Regions from separate parts of the Rattus norvegicus genome. Here region 2 is linked to region 1. Evidence: chromatin contacts called from public Hi-C data. All regions are on one chromosome and are shown on one strand. Each heading gives the region's core, a stretch centred on a gene start, on an enhancer-like site or on the middle of the called end of the contact. The rest is flanking DNA. Distances are from core to core; before and after follow the strand shown.

What was found. A called contact is a pair of places that touch in the nucleus more often than the background predicts.
Region 2: a Hi-C map of hepatocytes shows a contact between it and region 1, with 1.6 times the contacts expected there. The contact joins the promoter of Pigr here to the promoter of C4bpa in region 1. A contact is called at or near these places in 2 of 12 Hi-C or Micro-C datasets (hepatocytes and liver).

Annotation. Positions count from the first base shown.
Region 1 is chr13:44,660,056-44,666,618 of GRCr8, reverse strand. C4bpa (complement component 4 binding protein, alpha) reads left to right here and starts at 3,148. Exons shown (of 13, transcript NM_012516.2): 1 at 3,148-3,307. Lsm6l1 (LSM6 homolog, U6 small nuclear RNA and mRNA degradation associated like 1) reads right to left here and starts at 333. Exons shown (of 3, transcript XM_017598963.3): 1 at 281-333; 2 at 1-183. The coding sequence starts at 172.
Region 2 is chr13:44,848,637-44,854,578 of GRCr8, reverse strand. It overlaps Pigr (polymeric immunoglobulin receptor), which reads right to left and starts at 3,397. Exons shown (of 11, transcript NM_012723.4): 1 at 3,274-3,397.

The sequences.
Region 1 (6,563 bases), core at 1,899-4,398:
TCTTCAGCTGTCCGTTTACATACTCCTCTGTCTGTTCCAATGCTATATTCATGTAGCCATCCAGGCAGGCCAGGACCCCTCGGTAATCCACGCCAGAGTTTAATTTCACCACAACTGGGCGCCCGATGATCTGCTTTAAGAAGTCACTAGGGGTTTGCTTCCGCAGACTCATTTTTAACAATCTTGGGAGGCAGGAAACCTGAGTTCTAATCTCCTCTGTTACTTAATTAGCATCTCAGGTAACTCATCACCATTTCACTTGTCATGGCCCCAGGCTCATCTTACAGCGGGATCCGGAGCCCTCACAGGCCGGGCCTCCGCGGACGCGCGCGCCCGGGATACTTTTCAAGATGACTTGTGGAGTGATTGTATCAGGGAAGAAGTGTTCAGAAGCAGCCCCGAAGTTCCATTGTTGAGAATTCGGTGTTCTTTTTAGACATGCTGTGTGTGAGATATTTGAGCAAATCACTCAGATAACAATAATGTGAACAGAACTTAGGACAGTAATCAAAGACAGCGAGATACTATGAAGTGGTCCTCCTACTGGGAATGTGTAAAGGATGAAAATAGGTAAATTCATTAAAATTAAGAGATTTTCTTTTAATAAGGAGAAGAGCTAGGTGTGGCAGAGGCCAGTCTGTCTACGTATGGAGTTCCAGGTCAGCCAGGGTTACAGAGTGAGACTCTTCCTAAACAACAAAATAGGAAAAGAGAAGAAAATGAAATGCATTTTTAAAAAAGATTTATTTTATTTATATGCATACAGTGTAGGTATCTTCAGACACACCAGAAGAGGATATCTGATCCCATTACAGATGGTTGTGAGCCACCATATGGTTGCCGGGAAGTTGAATACAGGACCTTTAGGAAGAGCAGTCAGTGCTCTTAACCACTGAGCCATCTCTCCAGTCCATGAAATACATTTTTTAATGGATAAGAGTAAGGAAAAGGAGTTATCAAAAAGTTAAAGGAAATTAGAAGATTCAGGAGACTTTAGGATTAATATGGGAGCTCTCTTAGTTTCCTTTCCTGCTGCAGTAATAAAATACCTTTACAAAAGTAACTTCGGGAGAAAGCTCTTTGTTTTTCTCTCACTGTCCCATATTGCAGTCCAACATAACAGGGAATTAAAGGCATCATAAGCATGAGGTAGCTGATCATAGTGTGTGCTTTGTCAGAGGAGAACAATAAATACATGCATTGCTAGCATGCTGTGCTCAGTGTCTTGTACTGTACAGGACCCCAGCCTAGGGAATGGTGTCACCTGTAGTTCTCACTTCAATTGACAAAGTCAAGATAATCCCCCACAGACATACCCAAAGGCTCATCTCCTAGCTGATAGCACTAAGAGTCACAAGAGACAAGAGTCAACTAAGAGTCACCAGAGTCAAAGGGCAAGGGTAATTTAGAATAGAAATGTTCAGCAATGTTAAAGGCTTCAGAAACATTACAAGAGATAAACCAAAGACATTTGAACCTGCAGATGAAGACTGCATTCTCGAGAAGTTCAGTGTCAGAGTAAAGAAGGAAAAGGAATTTGAAGTTTTGGCAAGATTTCAGGAACACTTCGGGATAAGAGACAACGTGAAAAGTGTAGAAAAGAAGAATCAACCCTTTAAATCAGGGCTGAACAGGAGAGAAAAACAATGGCAGAGATGTAACTAATAGAGTGCATTCCTAAAAGAGAAGGCAAAGTGACGTGTTGAGAGTAAGTTAGTCCCCTCAGAGAGAAAACTCTGTGCCCATCATAGTAGAAAGCAGGAAAAGAACTTGAACACATTGGAAAATGACATTTTGAAGACTGAACTTACGGGCGTTATTTCCTCTAACTCAGCATCCAGGACTTTGTAGGATCACCTTTACGTGGACTCTTAACACATTAAGTCAGTCTCTGACCTTTGTGACATATCTGTGCTTTCTTTACCTCTAATATTCTTCTCATTTTCATCTGAGTAATTTCTGCTCATCATTGAAGGCCCACCCTAAGTCTCATATCCTGGTCAAACTTTACCTATAACCTCCATCTGTGGGGCCATTAGTGTTTGTTACGGGAAATAAATTATGATGTCAAAGAAGTTTTGCTTTGTTTTGTTTCACTATGTGGATCCAAGCCAAGGACCTTGTACATGTCAGACAGGAGTTCTACCACTGAACATTGTTTCCAGCCCTTGGTTTCTGAGATAGGATCTTACCATGTAGCCCAGGCTGATGTTGAACTCCTAATCCTCCTGCCTCAGCCTCCTAAATGCTACAGTTATGAGCTTGTACCGCTACATCCGGTAAGAACTAATTTTTACTACTTATTTTTAGAGTTACAATTATTTATTTATATATGGGGAATTTGTGGCATGGTTCGTATCTGGTAGTCAAAAGATAACATGCAGGAGTTGGTTCATTCTGGGGATAAAACTCAGGTCTTTAGGCTTTGTAACACGCACTGCTACCCACAGAACCATCTCACTGGTCCAGAACTGCTTTTCAATAGCAATCTTTTGGGCACACACATCTTTAAACTTATTATTAATAAACTAAACAGGCCATTTTAGGACTTGGCTTTATCCATAGATTTACGTGATCTCAAACACATAAATTAGCATCTTCATTGCATTTTTCTGAGTAGTGACCAGTGTCAGACTGACTTTCATTTGGTGCCTGGTGGTGGTAGTTGTTAACATCTGTTAAGCTCTGAGTATGATCCAGGCAAGTCAGCACACAACAGAAACTCAATAAACAAAATACACTCCGTGTCTATTGTAGCTTCAGGTGAGATGTGGAGATGAGTGAAGAGCCAGGGCCTCGGGAGGTCCCCATGTGTCTCTGGGACTAGTGTCCTGGGAAGAGGACATTTTGGTCAGAGTGGATCTGAACTCCAACTCAGGGCTTCTAGGCTGGTTGGGTTTTGTGTTGCATAACTCTTATGGTTATGAAAAGACGGAAAATTCTGGCATCAAATTCCAGTCACCCTTCTCACTTAGGGGAAATGCTTGGCAGAGAAGAAAATAAACAATTGCAACACATGGCGAAGAACGAGGGCTGGTGGGAAAGGGGACTAGGGAAACACTGCTTCGTCTGTTAATCATCCACCGGGACGGGGAGAGTTTCTCCCTGTCCATCTTATTCAACTACCTGATCAGCCACTTGCGTGGGCGGAATGCAAGGATCACCTGCGCGTGGGTCGACTCCAGGAACTTTTTGATAGAGCAATTACTGGCCAGTTTTAGGATAATGTGATCAACTCTCATCTTGGGAGAAACTAGTACAGGAGAGATCCAGTCAGCACCACAGGGTCCTTTCTCTGCTACTGCAGGTCAGTAGGTTACTGAGCACGTGGGTAGAGTGCTGGGGGTAAAGCTGGTCTGCAAGCTCTTTAGTGTTGCAAGCTCTTTAGTGTGTGCACCTCTGTGTTCTATTTACTATTTTTGAGAATAATTACATTTTCCCATTCCTTTTCCTCCCTCCAAATCCTCCCGTATAGCCCTCCCTGTTCCCTTTCAAAGATGGCCTCCTTTTGCATGAATTGTTATTGCATGTGTCTATTCCTAAATATAACCTGTCCCACCCATACCATGTTACTTATGTGTATGTTTTCAGGGCTGATCATTTAGCATTAGAAAACCAATGGGGAAGATCACAGCTCTCACTCCCAGCTTTTCTCAGTTGCCTATAGTTCTTTGTGTACAATCAATGACTCGTGGGATTCCCCTCTCTCATTTTGTATGATTGTCAGTATCCTTGTTTGGGTCATGTTTGGGAGGTTATGTTGGTGAGACGTTTCTGATCTAGTTTCTGATGTTACTCGGTGACATAATCTCACAGTAAACTCCTCGATCCCCTGGCTCCTACAATCTTTCTGCCACCTCTTCTGTAAAGTTTCCTCTCAGGTGCAGGAGTGTTTTTTAGATGTAGCCATTAGAACTGGGCCCCATAACTCTGCATTTTGATTGGTTTTGATTTTCTGTGGTGGTCTCTGTTGGAAAGACAAGTTGGGGGTTTTGTTGTTATTTGTTTTGTTGTTGTTGTTGTTGTTGGTGGTGGTGGTGGTGGTGTGTGTGTGTGTGTGTGTATTTTCTGATGGGGGTGAAGACTAAGTGAATAGTAGGATAAATGTTTATAGACTGTTTTTAGAGACTATGCAGGTTTAGTAAATTAGTGGTTTGTAGATTCTCTGCTAAGAACTGGGGCTTCACTAGCATTGAGATGTTGGTTAACCAGGTTTGCAATAACAGACATGGTTTTCCTCTTGTCGAATGGGTCTTAAGTCCAATTGGATAGTTTCTGGTTACTTTCAAACTCTGTGTCTTACCGCTGCACCCTTAGGGTTAGTGGGTCGTGTTGCTCCTTGATGCATTCATAGACATCATAGCTGGGTAGGACTGTCGGTCGCCTCCTTTCTTTTTCAGAAGGTTGCATGATGCCTTCTAGTAAGTAACATTTAAGTCCTCAGGGAGGGGGCATTCAGATCAGTTCCATTTCCGGTCTCTAGTCTTTGTTTCCAAAGTGCATGGCGTCTTCAGCAGTAGAGACTTACCTTTCACTGTTAGGGGGTAACCAAGGGCAACAGCAGTAGACTGTATGTCTCTGACATCCCTAGACAAAAACTCAAAAGGGGGCTTTTTTTTATGTTTTTTTTTAATTAACTTGAGTATTTCTTATTTACATTTCGAGTGTTATTCCCTTTCCCGGTTTCCGGGCAAACATCCCCCTTCCCCCTCCCCTTCCTTATGGGTGTTCCCCTCCCAACCCTCCCCCCATTCCCGCAGTCCCCCCAACAGTCTAGTTCACTGGGGGTTCAGTCTTAGCAGGACCCAGGGCTTCCCCTTCCACTGGTGCTCTTACTAGGATATTCATTGCTACCTATGAGGTCAGAGTCCAGGGTCAGTCCATGTATAGTCTTTAGGTAGTGGCTTAGTCCCTGGAAGCTCTGGTTGGTTGGCATTGTTGTACATATGGGGTCTCGAGCCCCTTCAAGCTCTTCCAGTTCTTTCTCTGATTAAAAGGGGGCTGCTTATGTCTGGTATTGGGAGTTTTGTTAGGCAATCTTTAATTTTGGAGGACCCCGTCACCAGATGAGAAAAGTTTATTAAAACTATATTTGCATATTTATACATAGAATTGCATGTATTACAGAGTGTTTTAAGCTAAGAGTTGTGTATGGAAGACACTATTTATTTACAGTGAGCCATCTACCACCTTCGGCTCTTACAGTCTTTCCACCTCTTCTTCCTCAGACATCCCTGATCCTTGAGGGGAGTGGTTGGATGAAGACATCCTGTTTAGGACTGAGCACCCTAAAGTCTCTCAGTCTCTGCACACTGTCCAGTTTTGGGTGACCATGTTAATTCCAATCTACTGCAAGAAGCTTTTCTGATCGGAGTTTAGTGGGGTGCTAATCTAAGGGTATAGTGATGTATTCATTTTATTGCTATGTTCAGTTAACAGAGTAATAATAATAGGTTTCCTTCTAAGTCATGGCCCATCTTAGACAATTGAGCAGTGTCAGGTCTGGATTCCATCTCATGGGATGGACCTTAAATCCAATGCAAAAAAAAAAAAAGAGCTATTGTTTCTTCCCATAATGTTTGTGTCACTATTGCACCAGGATATCTTGCAGGCAGATCTCTGTTGTGAGTCTTAGAGGTTGTATCAAGGTGATATTGATGAATACATTTCTCCTCCTAAGTGTGCATAGTACCTCTCAGAACCATGAATGTTAGTTAGTAAGGGTGAAGCTTCTAGTTGGGTACCAGCTTAGTTTCTCTATGTATGACAATATAAGTAATGTTGTCTTCAGCGATGGGGCTTACCAAAGGGGTTACCATGGAAAGCAACCAATAGCCTGAGAAACAGCCTGTGGTATTTATTTGGTGGCATAAGATATCTAGCTGGGGCATTGTCTCCCCCATTATATGGTTATTCTATTTAAATTCATTCCATAAATGTATATATTTTAGGAAGCATCTACAGAAGCTGATTTCCATATAATTTTCCAAATGGCTTTTAATATTAGTTGTCATTCTTTATATTCCCTCATTTGTTCTGCTCTCTCATTACCCTCCCCATTTAATACTCATATTCTAGTTTTCTCTTTGTACATCTATAAGACTATGTTGTATAGACTTGATCTCATTGGCACAGTAAAGGACTTTCTGAACAATACACTAGCAGCACAGGCATTAAGAACAACAATTAATAAATGGGACCTCATGAGGCTAAAATGCTTCTGTACAGTAAAGAACACTATTATTTGGGTAAAGCAGTAGCTGCAGGATGAAGAAGAAAATGTCTTCTTTTAGGAATCTTCACGAGTTACACATCTGGTGGAGGACTCATATCTAAACTGTATAAAGAATTTAAAAAGAAAAGCCCCGACCTTCAAGAAAATAAACAATGCAATTAAAAGGGGGGATACAGAATAAATAGCAAGTTCTCAAAGGATCAAATACAAATAGTTTAGAAGGACTTAAGGAAACGCTCAACATCTTCGGCCACCAGCCAGATGCAAATGAAAGCAACTTTGAAATTTCAACTTACTCCAGTCAGAATGGCCAAGATCATAAAATAAA
Region 2 (5,942 bases), core at 2,148-4,647, 190 kb before region 1:
TTCTACAGATCAAATAACAAAGTCCTTGCAGAGTGATGGGATTAAAAGTGTTAATTCGCCCACACCTCCCCTACAAAATCATTGAGGTCTTCTCTTTCTTTGGGTCAAAGAGTGAAGGGGGACTAGCAGACTCTTAGCTGGGCATCTTATCAAGACTTGGAGAGAGCTATTTATATTTAGATCGAGCACCATGACTCTGGAGACAAGCATTGTGGCCTGAGTTAAAAGAACACATGAGAATTCTTTCCAAGACCTTTACTGATGTTAACTTTTTTTTTTTATTATTAACTTGAGTATTTCTTATTTACATTTCGAATATTATTCCCTTTCCCAGTTTCCGGGCCAACATCCCCCTAACCCTTCCCCCTCCCCTTCTTTATGGTTGTTCCCCTCCCCATCCTCCCCTCATTACCGCCCTGCCCCCAACAATCATGTTCACTGGGGGTTCAGTCTTAGCAGGACCAAGGGCTTCCCCTTCCACTGGTGCTTTTACTAGGCTATTCATTTGATGTTAACTTTTTAATCCTCACAGCTACCCCAGGAAGCAGGGCCTAAAGTGCAAACAGGTAAGTCATCTGCCCATGGTAAGTGCCCAAGTGAGAACAGGAGAGGAACATACCCAGAACTCAGAGTAGATCTTTGGCTCTCACATGATAGGTACGGGCTGTGTACTTGAACAGCATGCACACACATGTATATGCCACACACATACATGCATATACTACACACATGTATATAGCACACACATACACACACGTATATGCCACATATACACACCACACACACGCACATACATATATACATCACATACACACATGTATATACACATGTATATATCACACACATGCATATATATATATATACCACATACACATGTATACACCACACATACACACACACACTACACACACACACACTAAAGTAATAAAAAATAAATATTACAAAAGGGCATAGGAGCTTAGTGACTGATGTGCTGGAGGGGCTCTGGCTGCTAGAGGAACCAGCAGGAAGAGGAAGGGGCAGACAGAACAGCTTTGGAGAAGAGAGTCAATTTGTTCTCTCCTTGGAAAGGCAATTCTCATGAAGAGTCACCGGACCTGGAGTTGGTGCCAGGAGATCTTTCTTCCTGAAAACCCTGGTCATTGTTTATTTAGCACTGGGCATGGGTGAGGAGTGTTACCTTTGTTTCCTGAGTCTGGTTACATCTATGCCAAAGCTCTCCCACTCCTGCTATGCTGTGTCGATGCCAGCGACTCTGGGATCCTGGCTTCAGTGTACCCAGAGTCATGTTTTCTGCTGAGCCCAGTGCAAACATGTATAGGTCGAGCGTCCCTTGTCTAAAATGCTAGGATCAGAAGTGGTCTCCATTTTAAGTTTTGGGCTATTTTTAGATATCTGATAAGATATCTTGGGAATAGTATCCAAGTCTAAACATACCCTGAAGAAAATTACATATATATATATATATATATACATATACATATACATATATATACATACATACATACACACACATATATACATATATACATACATACATATATATATATATATATATATATATATATATATATATATATATATATATATATATAATTGGTGCCCAGAACTAGTGTGGAATTTTTTGCTTGTGTGATATTGGCATTTCAGATTTTAGAATTACATATTCGGGAATACTCAACCTGTAATTAATTAATTACTTTAGAAATGGAGTCTCTGTGTGACCGACCTCTAACTCACAATCCTGCCAACCTTCCCCCTTAGCCCCACAAGTATTAGGATTAAAAGTGTGTTCTAGTTGCATGTATTTTTTTAAGTTAAGTCGCTTGCTTTGCTAGGTGATCTCAAAGGACCTTTAAAACCATATCAGAAAGGGTGTATCAAGATATTGTTTGGAACTGCTGGATGACTCTACTTCCTTCACATTAACGCATGAAGACTTAGCTGCTTCAACTGTGAGATGAAATGCTGTCTACCCTCCCCAGCTCCTTGGTGTTTAGGTGTGGGAAGGAGATGAAGCTGTGAAGCCCCAGGGAAAGTGGATTTACTGAACGAAAAGCTGAAGTGATTGGGTTTCTTGTGAATGAACCCCACAGATCTAGAGATGTGCTGGGAAGCAGGTGGTGGTCACAGAGCTGGCTGTTCTCCTGACTCCTGGTTCAGTTCTTTGAACTACGACACCACATCCAGGGCAGGCAGACGCATGAGTGGAAAGATTCACACATGGCCAAGCCTCTACTTTCACCTACCAGATAGATGCCTTCTCCCCAAATCTCCGGCACTGGCACATCCCTCTTGATAGTCAAGAAAGCGCTACATCCCTTAGCAGAAGGGGAGAGGGTTAATAAAAAGTGTCTTACAAAATGTGTGTGTCTCCTTGATCGAAGTATAGTGGCAGTTACACAAATGGAGCCGGTGCCGAGGATGAAGCTAGGCTGGTGGTACTGTCCTTTGGGATTGGCTTAGGAATATTGTCGGGATGGGGTAAGGCTGCGAGGGCTGAGACCGGTGGTTGCTTAGGTGCTGGGTCAGGGGGTTCATCGGGCACAGGGCTGCTGCCTGCACCCTGGAGGTGGCTCTGCTCTCTACTTATTCTATTACTCTGCAGGGACATTGCTCTCCATTTAAAGCGGGGCAGAGTGACATCGCAATGCATACTTGTTTTTAGTGGCACGAATATGGGGAGGCAAGCCTAGATTGCAAATAGAAATGATTTTAGAGCCTCAGAGAAGCCCATAAAAAAAAAAAAGAATTGAATGTGGCCTCCTCCAAAAGGTAGCCGAGGCTATGTGCTCTGTTGTGCAACCTGCATCCAGATCTCAATTCATTCTTGAGTAGTGGAACTGAATTAAGGTGCCTCCAACTTATTACTAGATTGCTACACTTTACACATATTTTCTCCTTTGGACCCACTCTGTCCAGCAGTGACAACTGTTATCTTTAAATTCCCATTTTACAGATTAAGGCTGGAAAGATCAGGTACTGTGTAAGTCAGCAACTATAGGAGGATAAGGGGATTAGGGCTTAAGGGGAAACAGATGTTTTCTTCTCACCTACGATATTTTGCAGAAAAGGCTGAGGCATGCCAGTGTACATACCTGCCTTTCCTTGGACCACTGGGATCTACCCCTGGACTCCCTGTGACATACAGTCACACCATCTGCCCTGCCCTCCTCACCTTCTCTGTGAGGCTGATAACTGGGAAAGCGGTGGATCACCTAAGCTAATATCCCAAGAAGCATCCTATCCCAGTATCCCAGGAAGCACACTTACTTTTAGCTACTTCCTTCTTTCCAGGTGATTCAGTTTCGGGCACAGCCTGCCAGCCAGTGTGTGCCCCTGCCCTTCTAGAAGCTTCCAGGGAGGCACTGGTGACTGCTGTCAAAACTGAAACTGTGCTCTGGCTTGACCCGCACCTGGCTCTTAAAGGGCCGCTGTCCCATAGTCAAGGTAGCCAGCCAGAGCACGTGACTCCCACAGATCCTTGCTCTCCTGGCTGGCTCCATTCATTCTACCCTGTACTTAGGGAGACACCATCACACATAGATCCTCCTTTGTTGCAGCTTCAGGATATGGGGACAGAATGTCCCCTTAGTGTTTGGTCTCACCTCCCCAGTCACTAGGGATTGCCCTGTTCCTATGACTACCTAATACAAGGAGCCGGAAATGCCACTCTTTGAGCACCATCTGCAAAGTTCCCCTTTTCTGCCTAGGGCTTTCAGTACCTTGGGAACTACGAACTACACTAATTCCCTTTTCAACCCAGACTCTACCCAAGCTCCTTAAAGCTGAGCTGAATGTGGGGAGAGAGTCTTGACCTGGCTATCCACAGCAGAAGACTCCCACAAGCTGAGTCAACTACAGCAAGTCCAGGTCATGACCTATTTCATAGCCAGATAATCATAGCCTTCCTGTGCCACACAGATGGAGCCCATTGTTCCAAATACATTCCTCTACACGCTCACAACCTTCCCTGCCCCCCTGAAGTTCTATGCACTGTACCTAGGCCTGGCTCACCCACTCGTATTTCAAGAGTATTAAATCAAACTCCCAGAAGGGGAAAGGAAAAAGGAGACAGGGGCAAGAGAAACAGGAAGATCAGTCTATACACATGAGTTCAAAGGAGGATCAGTCTATACATGTGAGTTCAAAGGAGGGTCAGTCTATACATGTGAGTTCACTCGTGTGCACTAGCCCACAAGACAAGCACAGGTTTTGATGACAAGAAAAGAAATATTTTTTTTATTATGGAGTTCCATTGAAGATCATACATCTACAATCTGATTGATGCGAGAAAAAAAGAAATCATGGTCACTTCCAGGAAAGCTCAGTCCAATTCAACGATATTTCAGATTGGATTTCGTTTTCCTTTTGTCTTCTTTCCCTCCTCTGGGTGGCAACATTACTGCTTTGGTCTTGGTTTGCTGCGCTGCTGTGTTGGTCTTGTTCCTCAAAAAGAAAAAGTGGTTCTGTGACCCAAGATAGAACTTCCACCTAGTCAGTGGGACCTTTTACCTTTACTCCTTCCAAGGGCTTTGCAGTACCCACACTCCAGATTTTCTTGTCTCTATAGCTCAACTCCTTCAGTAGGGCTTTGCGGCTTCTCAGCCCTCCTTTGTTCTTGTGATTGTATAGTGGACTGGCTGATCTGTAGCTTCCTGCGGTCTCGAGAAAACCATGGTCCCATGATGCCTATGTGTCTTTTGAACTGCAGAGCTCTCATGTCATTGGAGGGACAATGGGGTACGGCAAGACGGTGGACCTTGGTAGTTTAGAGAAGACAGGCAATATTGCAACCTATTGGCTCTGGAATTTCTAAACTGTCTACACAGCACTGTTAATCTCCTCTCTTCTGGAGCTGAGGCTTAGAGCCATGGTGGCAGGTGGGAGGTCACAGAGGGGCATTATTAACAGCTTTCTTCCTCACTAGCAATTTCCTGCTCCAATGATTATAGGGAGATATATGGGGACAGAGATGACACAAGCCCATTTCTGCCATCTGAGAGCTCCTTACACAGTTTTCTGTTCTGCGTCTCCTTCTATTTAAACTCAATAGTCAAGGTACTTGTAGGTTATGTTTGCTTTCCCCCAAGGCAGGGAATAGCTTGTGTCTAGTTGTCATGGATAGATTAGGTACTAAGGCATAGCCCTAAATATTTGCACAGACACTTGATGAAGAAAGGCTTTGCCGGGGGGAAGAAAATATCAACTAAACCATCATTTCTTTGCTGCCTGAAGGTGGAGGTTGGACTCTGTGCCTACTCCACAACTCTGGGGTAGTGGGTGGCTCTCTAGATCATGTCCTGGGGGCACTTGTTCCCAGTGGTGTCCAGAAGTGTTTTGGCAAGCCATGTTAACACACAAAAAGAAATATGTACATTCTCCATGTAACCCCACTTAGTGATCCAGCTTTGGGAAAGAGGAAACATCAAAGTAGAACTCAATGAAAAATCAGGAAGTAAAGTTCCTGTGGCCAGTTTTGAGTCCAGCCGCTAGCTGGTGGTGTGAGCATGGGGACTAACTTCCTCCCACATGTGGCAGCTTCCCTCTCTAGAACCCAAGGAGTGATTCCTGAACCAGCTCTGAGGGAGGAGGGACTGGCCCACAGCTAGGGAATATGTCTACATTCAACTTAGTAATGATGATGGCATTACTTTCTAAAACCCACTTCATTTGCTCAAGCCAACCTTCTTCTAGAAATAAGAAAATATGATCTGTTTTCATTCAGTGTGGGGAGGATCAGAGCCACAGGGCTTGAGTTAACATGCTTGTATTTGGGTTTGGGCTCTACCCCTAACTTGCTGAGTGACCTTTGCAGGATCATTTCCTCTTTAGCTTGTGGGCTTTTCATATGTTGAATGGGAGAGCATTTGGCCAATTGGTTCACAAGGGCTTTCCAATACTAGGTCTCTGTGTGTCAGCTGAGCACTGTCCAAGTTTGT